7 separate regions of the Sus scrofa genome follow, and regions 1, 2, 4, 5, 6 and 7 are each linked to region 3. The links are chromatin contacts, called in public HiChIP or PLAC-seq maps. All regions are on one chromosome and are shown on one strand. The core of a region is the stretch at or near the end of the contact, and the rest is flanking DNA. Distances in the headings are between cores, read along the strand shown.

Region 1 (3,565 bases), core at 318-2,817, 660 kb before region 3:
CAAGGGGGAGGGGGAGGGGGAGGGAATGGGGTGGTTGGGGAGCTTGGGGTTAATATATACAAACTATTGCCTTTGGAATGCATTATCAGTGAGATCCTGCTGTGTAACACTGGGAAATACGTCTAATCACTTATGATGGAGCATGATAATGCACAAAAATAGAATGTGTACATGTATGTGTAACTGGGTCACCATGCTGTACAGTGGGGAAAAAATTGTATTGGGGAAATAACAATTAAAAAAACATAAAGGAAGACTTGCTATGTAGATACAGTGGAATAGTACTCAGCCATTAGAAAAAGAATGAAATAATGCCATTTGCAGCAATATAGATGCATCCTAAGTCAGAAAGAGAAGGACAAATACCATATGATATTACTTATATGTGGAATATAAAATATGGCACAAACGCACCTATGTAAGGAACAGAAACAGATTCAGTCATGGAGAACAAACTTGTGGCTACCAAGGGGGAAAGGGAAGGAGTGGGATGGACCGGCCATTGGGGGTTAATAGATGCAAACTATTACATTTAGAATGGATAAGAAATGAGGTCCTATGTGGAATCTGAAAAAAGGACAGACTGAACTTCTTTACAGAACAGATGCTGACTGACAGACATTGAAAAACTTATGGTCTCCAGAGGAGACAGTTTGGGGGGTGGAGGGATGTGCTTGGGTTGTGGGATGGAAATCCTGTGAAATCAGATTGTTATGATCATTATACAACTACAGATGTGATAAATTCATTTGAGTAATTAAAAAAAAAAAGAAATGAGGTCCTGCTGTACAGCACAGGGAACTATATCCTATCTCTTGGGATAGAACATGATGAAAGATAGTATGAGAAAAAGAATGTGTGTACACACACACACACACACACACACACACACACACATATGTATGACTGGATCACTATGGTATACAGCAGAAATTGGCACAACACTGTAAATCAATTATACCTTAATAAAAAAGAAATATGTTCATTGAAGAATATTTAGAAAACAGATTAAATAAGAAAACAAAAAACCAACTATAGTCAACTAGAAGTTAATCATTTTTAACATTTTAATATAGATTTAGCTTGTATTATACTATACAATTTAAAAATGTAGTTGATATGCTTTATCCCATGTAGAGAATAAACTATATATATGTATATATATGATTTGTCTGTGGCAAAGAGCCTTGAAAAGTTATTGTAAGCATCCTGTATCAATATTGCCCCATAGGCAAATTAATTCTGGTACCTCAACAAAATATTCCTGGGTGGGTGAACAGTTTCTCATAACTTTGATTTTCTTCCCTATCATTTTATTATGGAAATAAAGAGGATGAAGAAGGGAATGAGCATTTATGGAATATCTACTCTATGACCAGAATGTTCCATAGATACTCAAAAAAGTCCCCAATTCTCCTGCCCCTGAAGCTTGCCGTGAATGCTCAATGATGAGCTCCATTCCACAGGAGCTTGCTTTCATGAGTTTCTTCTTTCTTAATCATCCTAAGTCTTGCCAGAAAATGCGCCTACAAGTTCTCTGAGCTGACCTCACCCTGGACTTCTCCTCCAGTCATTTCTCTCCACACTTCTGTCCTTCCCTCATCAACCCTGCTGTTCTCTCTCCATCCTGGGGCATTCCAGGAGTGAACTATGGCCTTTCTCTTTACCCAGAAAGCACAACTACCTCCTAGTTTCAGTGTAAGATACAATTTTATAAATGGCTTGGGCAGAATATAAAGCAATTACAAGGCCAAGATGGCAATTTTAGACCGTATACCAGATACCCTACTCCTGAAAACCAGGAGCTCAACTTCTTCACAGGGACGAGTGGTTGGCTGCTGCCTTGTGAGACCTCTGGTCAGGGGCTGGCCCAGTGCCTTCAACTCTGTGCTTACCTACCTTAGGTCAAGTTTCTCTCAATCAGACTTACTGTCCCAGACCGGCCTTTTACATTATTACGCATAGAAGCCTTGTTCCTCATTCTCCGAATGTCTTGGTTATAAAATGGAATTTGGCCTTTTCCTCTGGATAGCTAAATTCCCCCCTTGAAATGCTGTTCTCAGGCAAAGAAGCCAACTTCCTCTAAAAATACATTCTTGAGCAATAGGTATAGAGAACAGGTGGTTTATGTATTTTTTCTTTTTAGACATAGCTACCCATAGGTTATTCCCTTGTAAAAAATGTATATAGTCCATGCCTTTAACTTACTGATTTGCTTATGGTCTATCTTCCCTTAACAAGAACCTAAGTTCCATAAAGGTGTGATTTGGGGGTGTGTCACCGTTTTATCTAAATCAGTGTCTGACATCCTAATATCTGTTGAAGGAATAAACCTTATTTAGTCCCCAATATAAGCCTAAAAGATAGGTATTATTAATCTCATTTTCCAAAAGAGGAAAAGAGGCTAAAAGAGCATAAGCGGCTTTTCCAGGACCCCAAAGATAGGAAGTCAGAAAACACTTTCGACAAGCTTTAGAGGCCATGTTTTTTCTGCTATATTTATTTATTATCTTTTTTTTTTTCTCAATAGTATTTAGTAGCTTCTGCCAGTCTTAGCTTTGTTAGGGGTTTTGTCTGAACTTAACTATACAATTAAAGGGGACTATTTCTCAGGATAATAACGTGGTGGTGAAAAAGATTCAAAGGATACGTGAAATGCAACAGAATGGAGTCAGGGCTACGTAAGGGTCTCATCCTTGGAATTCCTCCCTTCTAGGTTTGACTCTCACCTTTGCTAAAAACAAAAGAAAACATCCTAGCGCCTGGTAAACTTGATTTTTCAACATGGATTTGTTCCACATTTCAGCATCCACTGCTCTCTCTCTTTGGTCCAAAGTCTAATCTTGAAGAACTTATTGTATTTTGATGCCACAGAACAGAACGTATACATATCTGAATCACCTTGCTGTACACTTGAAACTAATACAACATTAACCAATGATACTTTAATTTAAAAATAAAAGAACAGAGCAAACTTGGGTGACTGACAGTGGAACAAATCTACAAATTGGAAACCCTGGGGCCACCGTGCCAAGCCTATATAGCTATAGATCACTACAAGTTAAAAATAGAAGCAGAATTGATAGTAAAAAAAAAAGAAAGGCTTCACTTATCATTTAGTGTGTCTTTTTAGCTTTGTTATTAGCATGATGTGTAACTCACAGTAGGTATGTAATAAATACCTGATGGTTGACTAACTGGTTGAACTCCCCTCATATCACCCAGTGTCCTTGCTCTTCAGTCTGAATTCACCCCATGCTAGTTTGTTCCTGAGGTTCTCTGGGATCTTCTGAAGGACTGTGGAGCTGGTAGCTTGATAGTTACACATTTGAAGATATAAAGTCTTCTGACTTTATAGTGAAGTTGTAGAAAAGAGCTAACATTCACAAAAAGGGAAAGGCTGCCCAACTAAAGCTCCCTCCAGTATACCTATCTATGTCAGCCTACTTCCTTTGGGAAACATTTCACTCACCTGCTCTCTAGATGCATGAGTGAGTGGCCATTTTTGCTAGATGCCTCCATCTCCCTGGCCCTTTAGATTGGTTGAAAGTTGCACTGAGTTAGG
Region 2 (3,768 bases), core at 867-3,366, 770 kb before region 3:
GAAGATTCTTTTTTTTTCCTTTTAACGATTTTTATTTTTCTATTATAGTTGGTTTAGAGTGTTCTGTCAATTTTCTGCTGAACAGCAAAGTGACCCAGTCACACATGCATATATATACATTCTTTTTTTCTCACATTATCCTCCACAGTGCTCCAGCATAAGTGACTAGATATACTTCCCAGTGCTATACAGCAGGATCTCATGGTTTATCCATTCCAAAGGCAATAGTTTTTATCTATTAACCCCAGATTCCCAGTCCATCCCACTCCTTCCCCCTTGGCAACCACACATCTGTTTTCCAGGTCCATGAGTTTCTTTTCTGTGGAAAGGTTCATTTGTGCTGTATATTAGATTCCAGATATGTGATATCATATGGTATTTATCTTTTTCTTTCTGACTTACTTCACTTAGTATGAGAGTCTCTAGTTCCATCCATGTTGCTGCAAATGACATTATTTTATTCTTTTTTATGGCTGAGTAATAGTCCATTGTTTTTATATACCACATCTTCTTAATCCATTCATCTGTTGATGGACATTTAGATTATTTCCATATATTAGCTATTGTGACTAGTGCTACAATGAACATACTGGTGCATGTGTCTTTTTCAAGGAAAGTTTTGTCCAGATATATGCTCAAGAGTGGGGTTGCTGGGTGATATGGTAGTTCTATATATAGTTTTCTGAGGTACTTCCATACTATTTTCCATAGTGGTTGTACAAATTTACGTTCCCACCAACAGTGCAGGAGGGTTAAGAAGATTCTGAATAGGATGCTCCTCTCCTCTCTACCCAGGGCCCTCCAGACTAAGACTCCACCATGAGCACCTTTCACCTTGCACTTCCCCGACCCTGCTTCCCTTGTCCAGGACTACCAACAGGATGCTGGACCAGGCTGAGCTGGACAGCCATAGCCAGGTAGCCAGTTGGATCCCTCTCCAGTGATAACAAAGGTCTGGAGTCTCAGAGGGCTTTTCCTAGGACAAGACGTACCTCCAGATCAAGAAATTATTTCAGCTGTGGCATGATCAACAAGTTCTGGAGCGGAAGGAAACCTTTCTAAACCACAAATAACAAAAAACATCTATCTATTATGTCAGAAGACAAAGTTGTCTTTCTATTCTCTGTACATAAAATGGCATTGTAAAATTTTTACCATGTGAAAAAAGATCAATGAGTATAACGCCAAAAATATAGGGAAAAGATGTATTACATAGATGGGTCAGCACTTAAGTTGTAATTGTAGCAAAAATTGTTAATTAAAACTAATGATGATAATGCTATTTTTCTGGATGCTTTCTAGAATTTGTAATTTTTTATGCTTTGATTTTTTTCATTTGAAATCAATTTGTACCTTGAACCTAGTTTCATATTCTCTTTCATAAAGAGGGTTCCACATTTGAGAAGCTTCAGGCCTCATAAATTTTGGGATCTACCCTGACAGAGGTCTTTTTCTCTGAAGAGGCAGGAGAAAGAACTTAAGAAATCACTAAAATCACAAGAGACTGGTTTCCACAGTTTTTCTTCTCTCCATTAAACCTTCACCTTCTCATATTTGGTTGTGCATTTATTAAAAAAGTTTAGTAGAGCCAATAAGGAGTAATCAAAATATCCAAATTCAAAAGACCCAACTGAGCCAACCTCACTCAAAAATCAAGGGCCCAACTCTGTCTTCCTAATTTGGAAGAAGACAAACTTGCCTGGATTGGTTTTTGGAATAGGAATTACTTGAGAAGTGCAGAGTTCCAGAAATTGAAGAGCGTATCATTTTGTCAGTACACTTCTTTTAAAACGAGTTATTAATACAGAGGCAGCCACTATCAAATGTCTTCCTACAACACATCAACCGTTATTTTCCATCTATTCAGGAGGGACTGGCAAGGCTGAGAGCCAATGAAGGAAAAAGAAATGACTGCCCATTTTGTTGCACCGAAACCAAAGGACTCTTGATTTATCAGGACGTCTGGCACACTCTTTTTCAGGGGTGGGGGGAGGAATGGGTGGTGGAAATTAAGGGTTGTAAATTTTATAAATCAAGCCCTCTAAAGTAGGCCAATTGGTCAGCTGCAAACTTGGCAGCATCACGAAGCATGTGTGCTGGGGCAGCTTCAGAACACAATGTTCTGGTTCACTCTGCGAGCAAAGGGAAGTGGAATAAGGGCTCAACCCAGGACAGAGGGAGGACTCAGCACAGACATGCAAGAGGCTGAGAGACAAAGGAACACTAAGGAATAAAGGCAATGTCCTTGGACTGCTGACCACAAAGACGTGTGTGTGTGTGTGTGTGTGTGTGTGTGTGTGTGAGAGAGAGAGAGAGAGAGAGAGAGAGAGAAAGGAGAGAGAAAGACTGATTAGAGCCTTCAAAAGAGGTGCTGTGGTTCTGATGTTTACTGAAACTAAATTCTGGAAAATTCAGAGAAGTTGTAGGATTAATGATTGATTAGAAAGTAAAAACTGAATACTTTGGGCAAGAGTAATGGTGAAATTTTGCAAAAGTACTTGGGAATAATGTTGAGTCTATAAACTTTGAACCATAACGATGTGTGGAATGAAGAGAAAAAGAATATTTAAAAAAAAAAAAAGGATAGCCTGAAACATAGATTTTTAGATCCAAATTTAATCAGGACCTGGCAGGGCTTTTTCAAAAGCAAATTTACATTTCATATTATTTCAATAATTACTTGGTTGCTAATGAATATAATAATAATGTGTGATATATAAAAATAACTTAAAATAGTTGGCATATTTGGGCAACCAGCCCCCTCAGATATTTTCAAATAGTTTATAAGAAAGTTAACGGAATATTTAGAGTGAAAAAAAGAAGAAATAGTGTTAACAGTTTAAGAAAAGGAGCCAGTAGTAAATTATACTTTAATTTATAAAACATTCTGTGAAATGGTCCTGACTGCTTATAACCTTGAGATTTTTATTTTCATTCTAGTGATTTAGAATTGTGTCATGGTGATATTCCACTCACCAGAATCACTTGCAATTGATAGCATGCGATGAGCAAGTTCAATGTGTTTTTCTTCAAATATCCAGTACTGTCATAAGCTTGAAAGGATAGAGAGCAAACGTGATAATTGCTAAATTCCAAATGTACACTATCATTAAAATTTTTTAAATTGAAAATAATTGCCGAAGGAATGTCACTGTCTTTGATTTACAGGAGAGAAGTTCAAGTTTAAATGAAAAATGATTTTTACTTAAGAGCATCTCTTTCTCCTCTAACACAGGGAAGAAAAAAAAAAAAAAAAAGGATACCTTATGCATCAGTGTAAAAAACCAGAGACCGCAGTGGCCAAGACTCAGCTGGTCTTTGTAAAGCGGTTTATAGCTTTCAGCTAAAATCTCTAAGTGAGAATTCTCATTCTCAGCTGCTGGCTCCCTGAGAGCTCTCTGTGGCCTCTGACCCCATTTCCATGGAGATAGAGGTGGGAAGGGTAAAAATAAATTAAAGGGGAAACTTTTTTTTTTGAAGGCAGCACTTCCAAATCCCCACTCCTCCAATACTAATGAGTGTCCAAGTTAAAACAACCACACATCAGTAACTGAAATTCCCTTTTTCTTCAGGGTTAAATGGATGAAAATAAGGTATTTGACTGTAAAGATACATTTGCATGAAAAAACAAACAAACAAACAAACCCCCGTTAGATACTGTTTAAGCTCCAAAATGAAGCTCAAAATGAAGGTAAAATTAAAACGGTTCTTGCCACTTAACAGTGAAAGAAAATCCTACCGTTTTCCAGGGTTTGGTTTTTGGCTGAG
Region 3 (3,492 bases), core at 630-3,129:
CAAAGATTTGCACATCCATTAGGAGCTTAGGGTCAGTAGCAGATCTGACCAGATAATCATCAAAACAGGTAATTCCAGAGTTCCCGGTTGTGGTTCAGCAGGTTAAGGACCCAGTGTTGTCTCTATGAGGATGCAGGTTCAATCCCTGGCCTTGCTCAGTGGTTGGGGATCTGGTGTTGCCACAAGCTGTGGCATAGGTTGCAGATGTGGCTTAGATCCAGTGTTGCCATGGCTTTGGTATAGGCTGCAGCTGCAGTTCCAATTCAGCCCCTAGCCCTGGAACTTCCATATGCTATAGGTGGAACCATTAAAAAAAGAGAGAGAATCCAATCATCTGTCGATGGACATTTGGGTTGTTTCCATGTCCTGGCTATTGTGAATAGTGCTGTAATGAACATGCGGGTACATGTGTCTCTTTTAAGTGGAGTTTTGTCCGGATAGATGCCCAAGAGTGGGACTGCGGGGTCATATGGAAGTTCTATGTATAGATTTCTAAGGTATCTCCAAACTGTTCTCCATAGTGGCTGTACCAGTTTCCATTCCCACCAACAGTGCAGGAGGGTTCCCTTTTCTCCACAGCCCCTCCAGCTCTTGTTATTTGTGGATTTATTAATGATGGCCATTCTGACTGGTGTGAGATGGTATCTTGGACTTGGAGAAGAGACTTGTGGCTGCCTGATGGGAGGGGGAGGGAGTGGGAGGGATCGGGAGCTTGGGCTTATCAGACATAACTTAGAATAGATTTACAAGGAGATCCTGCTGAATAGCATTGAGAACTTTGTCTAGATACTCATGTTGCAACAGAACAAAGGGTAGGGGAAAAAATGTAATTGTAATGTATACATGTAAGGATAACCAGACCCCCTTGCTGTACAGTGGGAAAATTAAAAAAATTAAAAAAAAAAAAGAGAGAGACAAAAGAAAAAAACAAACAGGTAATTCATATACTCTTTTGAGGATTACATCATTAAATCCATTGGAAACATCATTCAGCCTTTAAAAGTCTTTAATTCTTTCAATTATGAAAAAGACTATTTTGTGGATTCACATGGTGAAAAATGAGAGGGAAGGAGTAAAAACATGAGAATGTTGGCCAGAGAATATCCACTTGTGAGTCTAACTTAGAGTACTGAGGCGGTAAAGGACCTTCCCTGGGCAGAGAGGTCCAAAGGGAAGGTGACCTCCTGATTTAAAGGTCATCAGATACACACACATACATACACACAGGCACACACATTAATACACATGTACTGGAACGAACATCCACTTCATAGGCATAAACATAGGGTTTAAGCCAAGCTTCTTCTATGGAAAGACATTTGTCTTACAGGGCTTCAGAACTGGGACTCAAAAGTTAAGGTGTCAAGTGGAAGACGAAACCGAGAAAAGACAATCTTTGCCTATTGGAGATTGTGATTAACAGCAGAAAAAAGGCTTAGCACTGGCAGATGATAAATGGGAGGGGAGTAAAACAGTGGAGAGAATTAGATACCTGGCTGTGAGAGGGAAGCGGCAACTTGGAGCAACCAAAGGAAGCTCTGAGTGGGCCACAGAAATCATCAAAGCCCAATGTATTATCCTCTGAGTGAGGAGTCCTGGAGGCCTGCCAAATTCAGACATGCAACTCTGCTGGCCTTTCCAGGTCTGAGCGACTCCTAACCAGACTAAGGACTATGACCGAGGAGTGAATTCCTTTTCCTTCCTGGTGACCCTGTATTACTTTCCAGTAAGTTCTCCTCTGGTACAATTGTTCCTTTATCTGCACAGGAAGGGAATTTGTGATTCCTTCTGGAAACAGGAGTGCTATGGATGCCGGGCTCACTCTCTTGGCTGCTGGCTCAGAGTCTGATCATACACAGACCTGGAAGGAAGCCCAATCATGTGTGGACTGTGATGCAACAGCCTGGCTCGCCACCAAGCTGGGTGGCGGCTTTAACTCTCTAGGACCCAGTAGCATTTTGGTGACCTTTAAGCAAAAATCACCATGACTCCAATAGTATAAAACAGAGGACAAATCAAGCCTAGTGCTGGTGTTTCTACATAAAGCTTTATTGGAACACAGCCATGCTCATTTATGTAAGTTCCCCTATTGCTGCTTTCACATAAAAAAAAGTCAGAGTCGAGTAGCTGGGACAGTAACCACTGGCCTGCAAAGCCTAAATTATTTATCATCTGGCCCTTTATGGAAAAAGTTGGCCAACCACTGGTTTAAATGAAGGATCATCAAACAAAGGCAGTGTGGTCTATCAGAAGGACCATGAGAAGGGGACTCCCAAGGTCTGGGTTCTAGCCCTGGTTCTGTTAGAAAACATTTGGCTCTCCAGCTCTGAGTGATCTTAAATGTCTCTTCTAGCTGCAAAAGATACAAAAACTCTGTGATTTAAGCATTTGGCAAAGTACAGGGTTTCAGATGCCAATTTTACTGCCCAATGTTTTCCATTTTCCAAAAAAATGTCATTTTTTTCTGTTTGTAATCCAAGGATTGTGATATTTAAAATCGTTAGATTGGAATCGATACCTTGTGCTTAAAAAAGAAACAAACACACATGCACACACCCACACACCCACACTCACACACATCAGAGCAAACCATCCAGCCCAATAGTATAAGCATAGTGTTTCACATCCAGGCTCCCTGCACTAACCTTCCATGGGAAAGACATACATCTTCTAGGGCCTCATCACTTGCTCAGTGAAAGCTGCTGTGTCTAGGGCCTCACCATCTGTAAAACTATGATCAAAACATCACTATTCGGTTACTACCTAAGACACAGCTGTAGAATTATGGAGAAGAGTTTTTACAAAACTGAGCAATTGTCTGAGTATGTCTCCTGACTGAGGAGTAAAAATGCCTGGTTCACAAAACATTTCACACTTTATAGCACATTTATATGGTGGATGCTATCCTATGCCCTTGTATCCTATACTATCTTTACTTAGTGGTTACTTTATGAGACTTGCAACCATTTTCCAAACATCTCTTGGTCTGAGAAGAACATAACTTAGAGAAGCTGGTTGTAAATGAAGGTTTCCGTCTTTGTCTAGGTTCTTCCCAAAAGTAGAGCCTGAGACAAGATCAATAATTTTGGGAAGTGATTCCAAGGAACAGAAGTAGAGGACTAGGAAGATTTAAACAGAGAAAGAGGGCAAGCCAATCCAAGGCCCCTTCATTGAACTAGTCACTGGGATGGGCAACTGCAGCTCCTTCCCCCCTGATGCTCTGAATTGCCTTGTAGAATGAGGCCCCAACATCTTTCTGAATAATATGGGGTGGAGGAGTACTTATCCCCCAACTCCCATTATTGCCCCAGTGTATGCATGGAGCAAGGTGGTTAACCTGGTCACTGCAAGCAGCAGCCTGGGTGTCAGAAAGCAAGAGGTATGCGGTGCAGTTAAGGCAAAGACCTGATGGGTCACAACTGCACAAAGCTGTCACAGCAATGGCTGGAGTCAAAAGGCGAAGAAGATATAAGGAAGGGAGCAGGAAGTGAC
Region 4 (3,537 bases), core at 463-2,962, 840 kb before region 3:
CAAAAATAACTCCTTGTGCTACAGGGATGCAGGGAGGTTGATAAAAGTGCAGGCTACTTTAGATGTCTTAGAAATTGTAAAACACATGAGATGTGCTATACAAAGGACTATTACCTATTACAGAATTTTAGATGATGTTTGGTTAAAGCTATTACTTCTTACCTCTAGTCCCACTGACTGCTGTGTTAGATCTGAGAAGTTCTGAATAAGAGCATTTTTCTAAAATACAAACTGTCTTTAAAACTGTTCTTAGAAAACAAAGGAAGAAAACTTAAAATTAACCATGGATCTGACTAGTCAGCTACTCAGCAAACAGTAGCCTTGATGTATTCAGCATGAACTACAATTAGGGTTACAGGAAAGAACTCTTCAATGTACCAGAGCAATTTAACTTATCATTTGATATAAAATATACAGATAGAAAAAAAGTTTTCATAAGGACCACTGAGTGAGCATAATGTTCTAATTAAAAGAAATAAACCCTAAAGTCTGTAATTACGACCTGTTTAGGTGAGAAACTTTCAACACATGCTTCTCGCTATATCCCACTGAATGAAGAACAGAATTTTCATCCCTCAGTGCTGCACCCATGCAAATATGCCCACAATTGACTCTATGCCAATTCTTTTATCTTCTACCTAACTAGAAGAAAAAAAAAAATCAAGTCGAATTATTTCAATTTTAAAAGGTTTTTATGTATAAATAAAAGATCGCCAAGGCTCAGTGGTGAACAGAATTTGGGTCTGCTGTGGATAAGCCCCACTGCTGCTTATACACATCTGTCAAATCCACAGGAATGTAATCTTAGTAAAGATATAATTAATGCAGCCACAGAACACTCCAAATTAATGCTTTAATTTAAAGTACAGCTGTTTAATCTTCTCATTGTAAGAGACCAGAATACCTAATGCTCAATTCAAGAAGAGCAGGAAGTAAACAACAGTAAAGAGAGGAAACTGAAGTTACTCAATTGTCCATGAAGCTTAAGGAACCATTTTATGAAGTTTTAATTAAACAGTTTCTTGTCCTCTGGTTCATGCGGTTCAACGGCACACTCTTCAGAATCTGGATCCCCAAACTAACCTGCTTTTCCCCCTGAGCTGCCAAAGTTAATTGAGCACTTGCTAAAGCCCCAGTCTGGGAGCTAATCTTGATGTAGCTTCTTTTTGGCTGGCAAATCAAACTGTCTGTAAAGCAAAAGCAGGGCTGCCAACGCTGGGATCCCCGTGTTTACTACCACAGCTGGTTTATAGTCCCACTGAAGGAGAGAGCAGAACTTTCCATCTCTCAGTCCTGCACCCATGCGAATACACTCCTTTCAACTGCGCTTCCAGCTGATTCTATCTTCTACCTAACTAGAAGAAAAAGATCAAGTTGAATTATGTTAGTTTTAAAAGGTTTTCATGTAGAAATAAAAGATCACCAAGGCTCAATCGATAAAAGAAGTTTCTCCAGTGAACATTCTGGGGAAGAAAGAAAGATACAACTTTAGTACAAGTTCCTAATGGGGCCCCGGGCCACCTCCTTCCTGCACAGTGAACTGACATCAAGGACCTCTGTTGACAATCAGCTACAAATTATGGGACTGACTGACCAGGCTCCAGAGTAAAATGATTTATTCAGCTAAAACTATGGTAGAACAGAACTTTCTCCTTCCTAACCCCACCCTCTTGTAAGTTTCAGTGAAACTTCCCTTCAAAAATGTTCTAGGTTACGACCTCCATGGATGGTTCCTCCCAGAGCTGAATTTTCTCTGAGGAACATCCTCTCATCCAGTTGAGTTCATAAGAAGGGACATTTTTTTTTTTTTTTAAAAAAACAGGAAACAGAACATCCAAACCTTTTTCGAAGTTTTACGTGTCTACTCAGAGCAGAGGAACAAATCTTTTCTTAATCAAAATTAGCCTTTAACAATTAAGAGGCCTAGCAGGTTTACCAGCCCATCAGAGAAGTTCAAAAATAACAATTTTTCTAATACCAAGAACAGAAATACAAGTTATGTTTTACATAACACAGAGGCAAAGGGCTCAAAAATGGGCTTTCCTCTTTCATCATGGCCTTTTGTAAATATTGCAACAGTGGACCAGTGGGAATTCTGACAGGAAAAAAGTCCCATCAGAGACTGGCTTTTTGTTTAAAAAAAAAAAAAAAAAAAGTCTTGCTTATGCAGAAAATTCTTGCTTTTTTCCATTATGTGGTATCTGGGGGAGGGTGGGAAGAGGAAGGCTTCTTTCTATATCTGTAGAGCACTGTAATTTAAAATGAGTCATGTAAAACATAAATGAAAATGTTAACCTCTGAGACAGGGGTCAGCAAATCTTTTTCCCTCTTGGATCCAGTTTTCTCTGGAAAGCTTACAAAACCCAAACCAGGGGCTTTCCCTATAAATACATTCCTACTTACCCAGAAAATGAAGGTAAAGTCTGAAAGAAGACAAGTTCAAGAAAGAGGCCTTGAGAATGTGAGACAGCCTGGGTATAGCTCAGCTTCGGGCTATCTGGTCAACCCAGCATACGTCTCGTTTCGCAGGAGTGAATTTTCCCCAATCACAGCTACATAGGATACCTTAATTCCTCCAAGAGGGGTGGATTTTTTTGCCCTACGGTTAAGCCATATTGCAGTAGTTGACCCTGGGAAAGTACTTGAGAGCCTGGCTACCCTTGGAAGACCTCTCTTTCTGAGCCCCCAGCTGTGGCTCACTGGAAGTAATGCTCCAAATAAAATCATTAAATCCATCTTGACGACTTAATGAAACCACTAGCGCCTTGGACTTCTCCTCTGGCTTTCTACATCACGCCTGACACAAACCAAAGTTTGACTGCTATGGAAGACTCAACCAGAGGCCACAAGGAAAAGTTCAGATCCCTGATCCATGTTCTAGCTTCAGCTGCTAGTCACAGCTGCTCTCTGAGTGAAAATTAAGCTTTTATTTACCTAATCCATACATTCTTCCAGACCGGAATTGCTATCAAAGATTCCAACTCTAGGTTCAAACACTGACACTGCTCTGACACCACAGTACTTTTCTGTGAATGGAATGAGATCATCTATGATACTTCATGTTATTCTCTCTCTATTGCAAGAAAACTGCTAGAGAAGTTGAAAATTTCATACAAATTATATAAGACTCTGGCTTGATGTGCACCTGATCTTAACAGAAACAAAGCAATGGCCAATCAAGCATTTTTAATACCTGTATCTTTAAGATTTTGAAATTGGAGGCTAAATGGATAAGGAGACAAAGATTACAGAGATGTGAGACTATTTAAAAGTCTACAACTTATGGGCCACTACTGCCTAATATGTAATATTTGTTTTCAGAACCTGTGGTTGCTTTAATATGGCATGACTTCTGGAGAACTTATTCCTACTAGAAGATCCCCCCGCCCCCCACTCTGAGGATGGTACAGTGTCGTGTTAGAAAGCACATGTCCTCAAGTCACAAAGTCTGCGTACAAGTCTCAGCTGTCCCTGGGCATGTTTCTTTTTCTCTCGAAGCTCAACCTGTAAATGGCACCAAGTGAGATAATGGAAGTA
Region 5 (3,639 bases), core at 538-3,037, 680 kb before region 3:
ATGATGCCTAAAAACTCTCCACCTTTGAGCGCAGTAGTATCATTTGTATAGATTTTTTCTTGCATGATTTTTTGTATGTCCTAGAATTAATACTCCTTTTAAAAAATTCTTAATTTTCTATTTCCCATTACCATTTTTGTCAATGACCCAATGGTACTATAAACCGCCCTCTTAATATTTCCCATGCTTTGCATCCATCTTATTTTTTTCCTCCCTGGAGATATCCCTCTAGGAATCCTCCATCCTTTTGTTTTAATCTCAACCTGTTGTTCTCTAGGCCTTCTACTCAGCTGTCTTCTGGGGGCCTCCCTTGATTGTCACCTGATGACATAACTGTGGTTCAAGAAATCTTCTCTGGCAGTCTTTTGTGGGACATATTGGAGCCAGGAGAGATGAAAGCAAGAAGACTAATTCAGAGGACTTTGGAGTGAGCTCAGCCTTGAGATAATTAGAAGAACTTCAAATGCATGCTATGGAGTGAGTCAGAGTCTCTTTTCAGGTTCAGTGATAATATTTCCAAAAGATTTTGTTATTATCATTGTTGCTATTAGTATTATTATTCCTGTATAGGTCAGGGTTCAATCACACAAGCAGGGTCACTATGAGTCAAATAGGATAAGACATTTACTTTGTAGAGATTTTACACAATTCTGAGAGGCGAGGGGAGTGGAAGACCCGAGGATTCACCAGCTAGTCAAACTAGAAGCCAACCCTGTCCAGCCACTGAAGTGGGATCATGAGGGGTATGGGAAAAGTCTGAGTCCTCAGCCTTTTGTCTAGAGATGGTTCCGAGCCACTGTTAGTCAGTAGGGTCAACAATCTGGAAGAAGGGCTGGGGAGCAGAGGGGAGCCAGGAGAACCTGGATCTTCTGGCATCTCCACATCTATCTTCTGGTATCTCCACATCTATCTGGCACTTCTTCTATGACATCCAGAGAGTAACAGACTTGCACTTTTTTTCTGCACAAGTACCTCTTTGGGCCAACTCTAGAACACAGTTCCAGCTTAACCAAACTGACAGCTGGTTATTACCAACTGAATTGTGTGTCAGTCTCTCTTGCCACTTTCCAAATTCATATATTGACATCCTAACCCCACCCCACCCCTAGAACCTCAGAATGTGACTGTATTTGGAGACAGGATCATCAAGTAGTGATTAAAGCTAAATGAGGTCATTAGGGTGGGCTCAATCCAATACGTTTGGTATCCTCAGAAGAAGAGAAGATGAGGACATAGACATAGAAGCAAGGCCGTGTGAAGACAAAGGGAGAAGACAGCCATCTACAAGCCAAGGAAAGGAGCCTTGGCAGTATCAACCTTGCCGGTGCTTTAGTCTAAGACTGCCAGCTTCTAGAACTATGAGAAAATGAATTTCTGACATTTAAGCCACCCAGCCTGCAGTACTTTGTCATGATAGCCCTAGTAGTCTAACACACTGGTCAATCCAACACCATGCCTTACAACTGTATATTGCTTTATATATGGCAAAACATTTCAGCATAGTAAGAATAGCAAGCACTGATAATCATAGCTAACGTGTATACAGGGTTACTATGTGTTAGACATTGTTCTAAGCACTTTACATGTATTAACCAATTTAATCCACACATCAACCCTATGAGATAATCATTTTCATTCCCATTTTACAGATGAGGAAAACAAAGCACAGATAATTCAGTTAATTTGCTTGAAGTCCTACAGCTTGTAAATGCTGAAGCCAGGATTCAAGCCCTGGCATTCTAATCCCGTGACCTCATGCTGCCCTTGACTCTGGCCTCCCCAGCATCTGACCTTTCTTTCCACTTGTGTGGCGTCACCCTGCTCACACAGGCACAGCTCATGCTTCATCTTCCCCTTTAGGGACGTGAATCTAACTTCCTTGTCCTTTTGGTGGATTTCTGCTTTTGTTCACAGGGGAAATCTGTGGGGGAACCCGTGTACGTTTCCCATGGCACTCACCCAGCTTCTTGCTTCCCTAACCACGGGGCTGTTGACCCCAGGTCTCTATTTCCCATAAAGGAAAGCCTCATTCCCGGAGTGGTGGGGTCATCATGTGATAGAACATTGTTCAGATGACAGATAGAGTCAGGTAGCCTGCCGGCCTGCCTGCCTGCCTACCTGCCTTCTTTCTTTCCCTTTCTTTCTTTCTTTCTTTCTTTCTTTCTTTCTTTCTTTCTTTCTTTCTTTCTTTCTTTCTTTCTTTCTTTCTCTCTCTCTCTCTCTCTCTCTCTCTCTCTCTCTCTCTCTCTCTCTCTTTCTTTCTTTCTTTCTTTCTTTCTTTCTTTCTTTTTTCTTTCTTTCTTTCTTTCTTTCTTTCTTTCCTTGTCTTTTTAGGTCTGCATCTGTGGCACATGGAGGTTCCCAGGCTAGGGGTCCAGTCGGAGCTACAGCTGCTGGCCTACACCACAGCCCCAACAACTCTGGATATGAGCCACATCTCTGACCTATTCCACAGCTAATGGCAATGCTGGATCCTTAACCCATTGAGCAAGGCCAGGGATCGAACCTGAGTCCTCAGAGATACTAGTTGGGTTTGTTAACTGCAGAGCCACCATGGCAACACCCATAGTCTCTATTTCCTTCTGGAAAAAAAATTTGATTTCAACGTCACTTCTCTTGATAGTGGTCAAAACAGTTCTCCTGCCTTAGATCATGTGATTATTCAGCAGCTCTCTGTCATCCAAATCGTCAGTTCCAGAAGGGGTCAGTCTCACTCCCAGAAATGACGCATCTCCGAAGCGTCTCTTGCTTATACCAAAATGCACGAATATTTGTGAACACAAAGAAGTGTGTCTATCTGAATAGGTCAGTGATCTCTGGCACCCTGAACCCTTGCTTGTAACTATGGGGTGTTCCTACCATGAAGAAGAAAAGATGGAAATGACTGTCTGTTTCCACAGATAACTTTTCTTTTCTGACCCTGAATTCATTTTGTGTGTGGTAGTGACCATCACGAGAAGGGGAGGAGGGAGGTGTGTGGCATATGATCAGATGATTCTTTTCCATTTTAAATGCTTCCTCTCTCTGACCTCTAGTTTAGGATAGCTGAGTCCCGACCATTGGGCCTGAGCTACAGGCCTGTTTGCCACAGAGCACTGAGCCCAGGACTCTGTATTAGCCAGAGAAGCAGGTAGCTTTGGCAGGTGCCAAGTGAACACAGATGCCCTCACTTCTTCTGGGAAAGTGACCCCACTCTAAATTACTGGGCTATTTCTATCCTTTTGTCTACTGCCAAACTTCTCAAAGACCATCTGTATCTGTCAGAGCTCTTGGTTACAAACCACAGACACTAGCTCTGGGTGAATTAAAGCAGCAAAGGTATGGACTATAAGGACACCATGGAGCTAACAGAATGGATGGGATGGCCAGAAGGAAAAGAGGAGCAAAGAGGCCTGACTCCAGAAGGCCAGGGGCAGAGATACACTCAGGACTGTGCTCTAAGGAGAAGGTCGTGAGAACGCCACCCTGGCCAGGCGTAGCCATGACCCGACTAGCATTTCAGTGTGTCACTCTCTCAGATAATCTCTTGTGCTTCCTTCATCTTAGGGTCACTCTCTTCGGACTGGCTGAGAGTGGACCAGTATTGGTGGAAGCTGGAGGGTCAAAATGATTTGTGGAGACAACAGTGTAAAAGCTTGA
Region 6 (3,313 bases), core at 473-2,972, 750 kb before region 3:
TGATAGGGACAACTAGCTGGTTTTTAACATTCCTTCCATCTCCAACTTTCCATGAGATCAGTGGAGTTGTTACCCTCAACATCTGTGATCCTGGGCTCTGTCCTATGTATTCTGCTCCTAATTATCCATGCTCCAGACCATCAAAAAGCCACTCTTCTTCCACTCTTGGATAGAGTGCAATATCCACACTGCTCAGACAGTCAAACATAAACATATGCATACACAGTTCTCTCTTTTGTGTTTATTAGTTTTCCTTTGGACGTGATACCACTATGTCATTAGACATGCCCTAAATAGGCTCCTGGATGACCCTCAAAATCCACAACCACTGAAAAAAGGGATAATATACTTGCAACCAAGGAAGAGTAGAGGATATTTAAAGTCATTAAATGTCCTTTCTTTTATTTACTTATTTGTTTCTATTTTTTGGTTGCATCTGTGGCATGCAGCAGTTGTCGGGCCAGGGATCGAACCTGTACCACAGTAGTGATCCAAAGCACAGCAGTGACAACATCGGATCCTTAACCCACTGAGCCACAAGGGAGCTCCTTTCTGTCCTTTCTTGAATTGGGAGGAAAGACATGGTACAAACAAAGCTTTGACACTGGACAGATCTGAAATGGAAGGCTAACTGAGGGCCCTCTACCTGCTGCGTGACTTCAGGCTAGTTACCTTGCTTTTAAACTTTAATTTCTTCATCTGTATAATGGGGCTTGTGATAGCTTAGCTTTTGAGAAAATGAAGTGAAATAATGATGTAACAGTACTCTATACATCCTTTCTTTCTCTTATGAACAGTTTATATTAAAAGATGTGTCTATCCTGGAGGACCATGATCTTGGACCCTGAGTTTGCATCTAGAACTACAACTGAATTGCAATGCTATCTTTGATGCTACTTAAAAAGATTTTTTTTAATTGGAAAAAAAAAAAGTACTTCAGTGAATGAGAACTCGAGGTTATTTACTGCAGTGTTACTCAGCATTATAAAATTCTGAAACCTGCCCTAAATTTCTAACTGTCCTGTGTAACACCAAGTGACAGGGAGTGGTTATGAGAGGAGATACATGTCTCGGGGAGAGGATTGGGACAGATGATGAAACTCCTGGCACAAAGGGGTTGATGGAAGAGTATCATGGTAGAGAGGAAAAATGAAAAGGTAAGAATAAAAGAAGGAAAAACACTAATAAATTGGAAAATAAACCTTATTTTCTGGTCTCTTTGCTCTTCTCAACTGGTAGGAGATAGTCTAAGCAAGAGCAGAATCTCTCAGATGCTGGATAGAAAGGAGCTCTTTTCAGGTCTGGTACATAAGCAAGAAAAGCAAAACTGAATAAATGAAAAACTGAACATCCAAATGCTGATTAACCGAGAGTTGGCTCTTAAAAGAATGAAAACATCTGCTGGCTGCTTTGAAGGAAAAAAAAAAAATCCCTTTGGGTTTGTCCTGCAACAAATCCTCTTCTCAATTTTTCTTGTTGGGAGGGATCCAGGAAAAAAATGACCTCTCCCATTCTAGTAATGAATTTCTATTCCCTTTTGAACTTTAAATATGTTAATTTAATCCCCAGATGGTCACCAAAAAATATGTATTGTCAAAAGAGAGATCTCAACACACTGCTTCAGGGCTCTCCCCTGCCCTGTCGCTCTGATTTCTCTGGTTCTAAATAGAGCCCTCACCAAGGGGAAAGATGCCTGGCCCGGCCCAGCCCAGCCTGTACCACCACTGTTTACAAGAAGTCTGCCTTTTTGTCACGGTGTCCCATCACTGAGCTGAAGCATACCCAAGCCTCCAACAATTTCAGAGATTGGCTAAGAACTGTCAGTGGACTGGGATCAAAGCCATACTACTCCTTATTTCTGGACTTGAAGTCACCACCATTTAGAACACATTATCCTATGACAGATATAAGAAACACTGCCCAACTGGGATCTTATATATATATATATAATTTTTTTTTGTCTTTTTAGGGTGGCACCAGCGGCATGTGGAGGTTTCCAGGGTAGGGGTCTAATTGCAGCTGTAGCTGCTGGCCTACACCAGAGCCCCAGCAATGCCAGATCTGAGCCAGGTCTGCGACCTACACCACAGCTCATGGCAACGCCGGATCTTTAACCCACTGAGCAAGGCCAGGGATTGAACCCGCAACCTCATGGTTCCTAGTTGGAATCGTTTCTGCTGTGGCATGACGGGAACTCTGATCTTATTCATTTAGTTTATATTTGTAAAATAATTCAAGCATTTGCCTTCATTTATGTATACATATATGCACACATATATATGTATATGTATATAGATATGAAGTATATATAAATAAGCTATATATAAAAATATATATGGTATGTTAATCTAAAGGTCAAGAAGCATTTTATTTTTTAATTTTCATCTTTTTATTTATTTTTTAGGGCCACACCCAGAGCACATGGAGGTTCCCAGGCTAGGGAGTCAAACCGGAGTCAAATCAGAGCTATATCCACTGACCTACTCCACAGCCACAGCAACGCCAGATCCTTAACCCACCAAGCGAGGCCGGGGTTCGAACCTGCGTCCTCCTGGATATTAGTCATATTCGTTTCCATTGAGCCATGATGGGAACTCCTCTCAAGAAGCATTTTATGAACCTGAGTCCATGTGAAGCACTGAGGGTGATCAGATAGGCTTGTGCTTCTGGGAACACTGATACCTGTAGCCTTTCAATGTCTAGCTGGTCAGAAGGAGATTTCTTAGAAGATGGGGAGTCATCCTTCGAATTTGGGATTCTGTGGCATTTATTAAGTACAGGGGACTGACCTAAAAGCTGGGAGTCTTAAAGCCATCATGTATGGCAGCCCTAAAGCCTGAGGCCTCCTTTTTATGAAGTATCTACACCCTCATCACCGCAACCTCTGTGCCTTCAGCTGCAGTAGACAAAGTGACTCTCCCTGAACAAACTTAACCCCTCTGTGCTGCTGGAGCACCCTTCTTTTTTTCCCCTTTGTAATTTTTTTCCTTTTCTTTCTTTAATGATTTAAATTTTTTCCATTATAGTTGATTTACAGTGTTCTGCCAATTTTTACTGCACAGAAAAGTGACCCAGTCATATATATATATATACATATATATATATATATATATATATACACACACATATTCTTTTCCTCACATTATCCTCCATCGTATTCCATCACAAGTGACTAGATATAGTTCCCTGTGCTATACAGCAGGATCTCATTGCTTATCCACTCCAAATGCTATTGTTTGCATCTATTAACCCCAGACTCTCAGTCCTCACTCCCTCCCGCTCCCCTGGAACACCTTACATAGGAGTATAATTG
Region 7 (3,685 bases), core at 259-2,758, 810 kb before region 3:
ACTCCAGCCTCACCAAACTGAAATGACAATCTTATGCTGCATTCAAAACCCGGAACTGCTTTATCCATTCGCACCTCGCAATGACTAGCAAAGAGGAAAAGAACCGAAAAAAAAAAAAAAAAAAAAAAACCCACCCTCACCCCGCCCCTGCTTCTAAAGTCATAAACTCCCCCAAATAAAGAGTATACTCATACTCAAGACACCAAGAGCGCTGCAGCTCCACCAAGGATTAACGGTAAAAGTGAGACCTTTCTGATATTAACTGCTCCCAGAAAAGCCAAATAATTTCCCCAAATCCAGTTCACACACATTGTGCGTTCAACACGTAACAGCCATTCCGCTCACACCCTTACATTTCAAGCTCGAATTCCGGTCACCAAAGTATATTTCTGCACTGGAGCGCTTGGCCTGAGCTTTCCTGTTCTCTTTGTCTTGTGATGTGTTGGGCAGTTTCTGGTCTTGGGAAGTGAGTGTGAGAGCTGTGGTTTCCAGACAATTCCCCACGATCTTTCAGCTCGGGCTTGCATGCTCCCTCTCTCTAGCCGGCTCCATATTGCTGGGCAGGTCCCAACAGTCTCGCTCCGCGCTACAAAAAGCTGGATTTCCGGGCTGTTCCAAGACCCCACTAAATCTGCCTCCAACAACCTGCTCAGGCCCGGCCCGCACCACACTCCGAGTTAGGGCCCCGGCGGCCAGCCTCCCCGAGGCGCACTTCCCCCACCCCGGAAGAGGAGGGAAGCAAACTTCGGAGGGCGGGGGCTGGGGGCGAGCTCCGGGGACCCTCGTCGCCCCGCCCGCCCGAGGAAAAGCGACCTGGGTGCAGCCAAAGGGCGCGGGGGCAGGCATCGCTCCTTCCCGCTAACGAAAGGCAGTGGTCGGGGCGCTCTCCGCTGCTGAAGGGCCCCGAAAAGCTGCAAGGCGACAGTGGGGACCCTCAGAAGTGTGCGGTGACGGAGGCACGGTGGCGGAAGCCCGAGTTCGCCTGCATCTCCGGGGACGAATGCGCCCGGCGGCATGCACAACCAACGAGGTGGCCGGGAGCACCCAAGACGCTGGCCGCGAGAGGGGCCCCCGGCTACCCGGCCAGCGGGAGATGCTGGCGGCAGGGAGGACGGCTGCCGGCCCGCTTTCCCCTGCTCGGCTCTGCAGAAGGAGAAGCGGCTGCTGGTGACAGGAAGAGAGCGGCGGTGGCCGCGCGCGCACGCACCGCCTCCCCCTCCCGAGCACACACCCGGACCCGCTGCCGCCGCCTACCTCCCCCGCCAGCCGGCTTCCTTCCTCTGCCCGGCCCGGGCTGCAGCGTCGGTTCTGGCGCGCACGTCTCCAACGCGTCCCTAACCGATTCCGACCCGCCAGCCGTTCTCGACTCGAGCTCGCTGTCTCCGACCCGCTCCCTGCTGCCCCAGCCGCGGCCGCTGCTTCCTCCAACTCCGCTCCAGCTGCTCGCGACTCCTCTCCGTGCGCCCGCAGTTCCAGCACCCGACTCAAGCTCCGCCTCCGGGTCCGCCCCACGGGGTCCGCCCCCCCGAGCCCGCGCCAACCAGCGCCCGCGTCTCTGCCCCTCTCTGCTGGCGCCGCGCCCGCGGCCGCTGCCATTCATAGTGCCGGCCTCTGAGCCCAGCGGCCAGCGGGCGGGGCTCCGGTCCGGCAGACCCTTCCTGCAGCCGGTGCTTGCCTTCCGCCCCCAGCCGCGGGGATGCCCCGGGCGGCAGGGCCGAGCGCTCTGGGTGTGCGCCCGCCGGGCGGGCCAGGCTACTGCCCGCCCGCGGCAGAACCGGCTGCTGGGCGTCTCCGGGACCGGAGGCGGCGGAGCTGGGGGAGGTCGAGGGCAAGTTCAGACTTAGAGGCTGCGTCTCTAATCCTAGAGTCTTGAAACAAACCCCTTTTGAGCCCCCTGCGCCCCAGCAGAACTGCTGGTTAGGGCAGGACTCGGATTCCAGGCTCAACCAAAGCGGGGAGGACCTGCAATTCCCGGCCTCGCCAGAGCGGCCTCAGGAGTGGGCGGAAAAACCACGCCACCCCGCATGGCTCCCGGGGGTGAAGGAGGGGTGAAAGGGTGAACCGGAGGGACGAGCGCCCGCAGCCTGCCCCGAACTCCAGGAGCCTGGCACCGCCGCCACCCGCAGTCAGGCGGGCCCGCCAGAAGGGCAGAGTTTTATGGGGAGGGCGCACGCTGGCTGATCCCTCCCAGTCCTCAGATGTCGGAGCAAAAGTAGGTCGCTCAGACAGATCGAGGACCCCCTGTTACTCGTGGAGTCGTAGGAGGAAGCTCACGTGAATTGTATGGCCCCTTAAATTTGTTAATTTTCAAATGCGGATTCTTCAGCTAATACTCATTACTTAAGTTGCACAAGAAAAATCTGATGTTGATTCAAACCTTCCTCTGACGGTAGGAGGAGATGCCAGCACCCTGTGTTCCTCTTTCGCCCATTAAAACCTGTTAAGAGTCCGCTTTTTAAAAAGCTTTTCCCAGATTCCTCTTTCTGCGGTTTTGAGGCCTGCAGCCGCCCAGCCTACTTGCCTTAAAGTCCTTTTCCCAATTTCCTTGCAAGATTTTTTTTTTTTAAACCAAGTATTTAGACTTTTGTCAAACTTTGAATTTGGTGGTTTATTCCTCTGGCGTTGGAAGTAGAGGAAAGAATATCCTGAAATTTATTGTCTGTCCTTAGGAAATATAATCATTCTTAAATGTGACTCACATTCTAACGGACAAGTTAGTTCTACTTTCGGTTATTCAGGCTCTGGCACTTTTGTTATTTCCACATGTTTCTTGAAGTGAAGATACAAAAACAGACACCTACCTATTTGTTTAAAAATCCATTTTATCTCAAAAGAAATATAGAGTTTACCAAACTTTATCATTCGCACCTACGTCTGAAACGGTACCATATATTGCTCGTCTGTAAATGAAATGTGTCTCACCCTGTGATAGAATTACTTTGATCCATTCCAATAAGCTGAAACACAACTGCTGTTATATTTGCTCTGTTTCCTTTAGGCTTGGGTCTGAAGAAACCTTACCAGCTGTCTCCTTTTGTTCACCATGAGTTCCTGGAAAGACACTTATGTACTGCTACTACAGGGTTCTATTCCCCTCAGCCTAAAAATAGCATGAAATCCTTAATCAAGCTTCCTTTTTTAGATAGACCTCAGCAGCTTGTTGACAGTATATGTTTTGTCTTTTTTTTTTTTTTTTTTTTTTTTGCCATTTCTTGGGCCACTCTCTCGGCATATGGAGGTTCCCAGGCTAGGTGTCTAATTGCAGTTGTAGCCGACAGCCTACGCCAGAGCCACAGCAACTCAGGATCCGAGCCACATCTGTGACCTACACCACAGCTCATGGCTCCTTGACCCACTGAGGGAGGCCAGGGATTGAACCCGTAACCTCATGCTTCCTAGTCGGATTCATTAACCACTGAGCTACGACAGGAACTCCTGTCTTTAATTTTTTTCCATCATACTTGAACACATAGCATAAGTCCAAAGAGTGTTCCATGAAGGACAATCTGACTCTCCATAAACTGAATAATTTTAGTCTTGTTTCATCTCTCAAACTGATAACCTCCTTACCATATCATTAATATTCAAATTTTATTTATTTTCATTTTCTATTAATTTCTATGAAATGATAAAAGCAAAAGGCACCAAAACAACAGTATTCAAAATTTTAAGAATTAACCATTTT

What was found. HiChIP or PLAC-seq counts read pairs in DNA pulled down with a chosen protein or histone mark.
Region 1: a contact with region 3 is called in an H3K27ac HiChIP or PLAC-seq map of alveolar macrophages. The contact joins two enhancer-like sites. A contact is called at or near these places in 2 of 47 Hi-C or Micro-C datasets (heart right ventricle and subcutaneous adipose tissue) and 2 of 2 datasets of contacts at active chromatin or transcription factors (alveolar macrophages and skeletal muscle).
Region 2: a contact with region 3 is called in an H3K27ac HiChIP or PLAC-seq map of skeletal muscle, with 17 times the contacts expected there. The contact joins two enhancer-like sites. A contact is called at or near these places in 3 of 47 Hi-C or Micro-C datasets (heart right ventricle, liver and skeletal muscle) and 1 of 2 datasets of contacts at active chromatin or transcription factors (skeletal muscle).
Region 4: an H3K27ac HiChIP or PLAC-seq map of alveolar macrophages shows a contact between it and region 3. The contact joins two enhancer-like sites. A contact is called at or near these places in 1 of 5 promoter capture datasets (liver), 20 of 47 Hi-C or Micro-C datasets (adipocytes, adipose tissue, alveolar macrophages and 11 more) and 2 of 2 datasets of contacts at active chromatin or transcription factors (alveolar macrophages and skeletal muscle).
Region 5: a contact with region 3 is called in an H3K27ac HiChIP or PLAC-seq map of alveolar macrophages. The contact joins two enhancer-like sites. A contact is called at or near these places in 2 of 47 Hi-C or Micro-C datasets (heart right ventricle and mesenteric adipose tissue) and 2 of 2 datasets of contacts at active chromatin or transcription factors (alveolar macrophages and skeletal muscle).
Region 6: an H3K27ac HiChIP or PLAC-seq map of skeletal muscle shows a contact between it and region 3. The contact joins two enhancer-like sites. A contact is called at or near these places in 1 of 47 Hi-C or Micro-C datasets (mesenteric adipose tissue) and 1 of 2 datasets of contacts at active chromatin or transcription factors (skeletal muscle).
Region 7: a contact with region 3 is called in an H3K27ac HiChIP or PLAC-seq map of alveolar macrophages. The contact joins the promoter of PIK3R1 here to the enhancer-like site in region 3. A contact is called at or near these places in 2 of 5 promoter capture datasets (fetal skeletal muscle and liver), 3 of 47 Hi-C or Micro-C datasets (embryonic fibroblasts, fetal liver and mesenteric adipose tissue) and 2 of 2 datasets of contacts at active chromatin or transcription factors (alveolar macrophages and skeletal muscle).

The regions. Positions count from the first base shown.
Region 1 is chr16:46,280,478-46,284,042 of Sscrofa11.1, reverse strand. No RefSeq gene overlaps it. Among named protein-coding and RNA genes, the nearest start is that of PIK3R1, 150 kb to the left of the region's middle. Within about 2 kb of position 1,567, at least 1 of the 83 cell types and tissues checked has an H3K27ac peak or open chromatin away from gene starts, as enhancers often do. A contact at or near this core is called in alveolar macrophages, where this site is marked.
Region 2 is chr16:46,395,294-46,399,061 of Sscrofa11.1, reverse strand. No RefSeq gene overlaps it. Among named protein-coding and RNA genes, the nearest start is that of PIK3R1, 38 kb to the left of the region's middle. Within about 2 kb of position 2,116, at least 32 of the 83 cell types and tissues checked have an H3K27ac peak or open chromatin away from gene starts, as enhancers often do. A contact at or near this core is called in liver and skeletal muscle, where this site is marked.
Region 3 is chr16:45,620,783-45,624,274 of Sscrofa11.1, reverse strand. No RefSeq gene overlaps it. Among named protein-coding and RNA genes, the nearest start is that of CD180, 34 kb to the right of the region's middle. Within about 2 kb of position 1,879, at least 38 of the 83 cell types and tissues checked have an H3K27ac peak or open chromatin away from gene starts, as enhancers often do. A contact at or near this core is called in alveolar macrophages, fetal liver, liver and 3 more, where this site is marked.
Region 4 is chr16:46,461,091-46,464,627 of Sscrofa11.1, reverse strand. The region is part of intron 2 of PIK3R1 (phosphatidylinositol 3-kinase regulatory subunit alpha); the gene reads right to left. Among named protein-coding and RNA genes, the nearest start is that of PIK3R1, 28 kb to the right of the region's middle. Within about 2 kb of position 1,712, at least 13 of the 83 cell types and tissues checked have an H3K27ac peak or open chromatin away from gene starts, as enhancers often do. A contact at or near this core is called in alveolar macrophages, liver, omental adipose tissue and 1 more, where this site is marked.
Region 5 is chr16:46,299,304-46,302,942 of Sscrofa11.1, reverse strand. No RefSeq gene overlaps it. Among named protein-coding and RNA genes, the nearest start is that of PIK3R1, 130 kb to the left of the region's middle. Within about 2 kb of position 1,787, at least 11 of the 83 cell types and tissues checked have an H3K27ac peak or open chromatin away from gene starts, as enhancers often do. A contact at or near this core is called in alveolar macrophages, where this site is marked.
Region 6 is chr16:46,372,445-46,375,757 of Sscrofa11.1, reverse strand. No RefSeq gene overlaps it. Among named protein-coding and RNA genes, the nearest start is that of PIK3R1, 61 kb to the left of the region's middle. Within about 2 kb of position 1,722, at least 7 of the 83 cell types and tissues checked have an H3K27ac peak or open chromatin away from gene starts, as enhancers often do. A contact at or near this core is called in skeletal muscle, where this site is marked.
Region 7 is chr16:46,432,580-46,436,264 of Sscrofa11.1, reverse strand. PIK3R1 (phosphatidylinositol 3-kinase regulatory subunit alpha) reads right to left here and starts at 1,508. Exons shown (of 16, transcript XM_021076847.1): 1 at 1,255-1,508.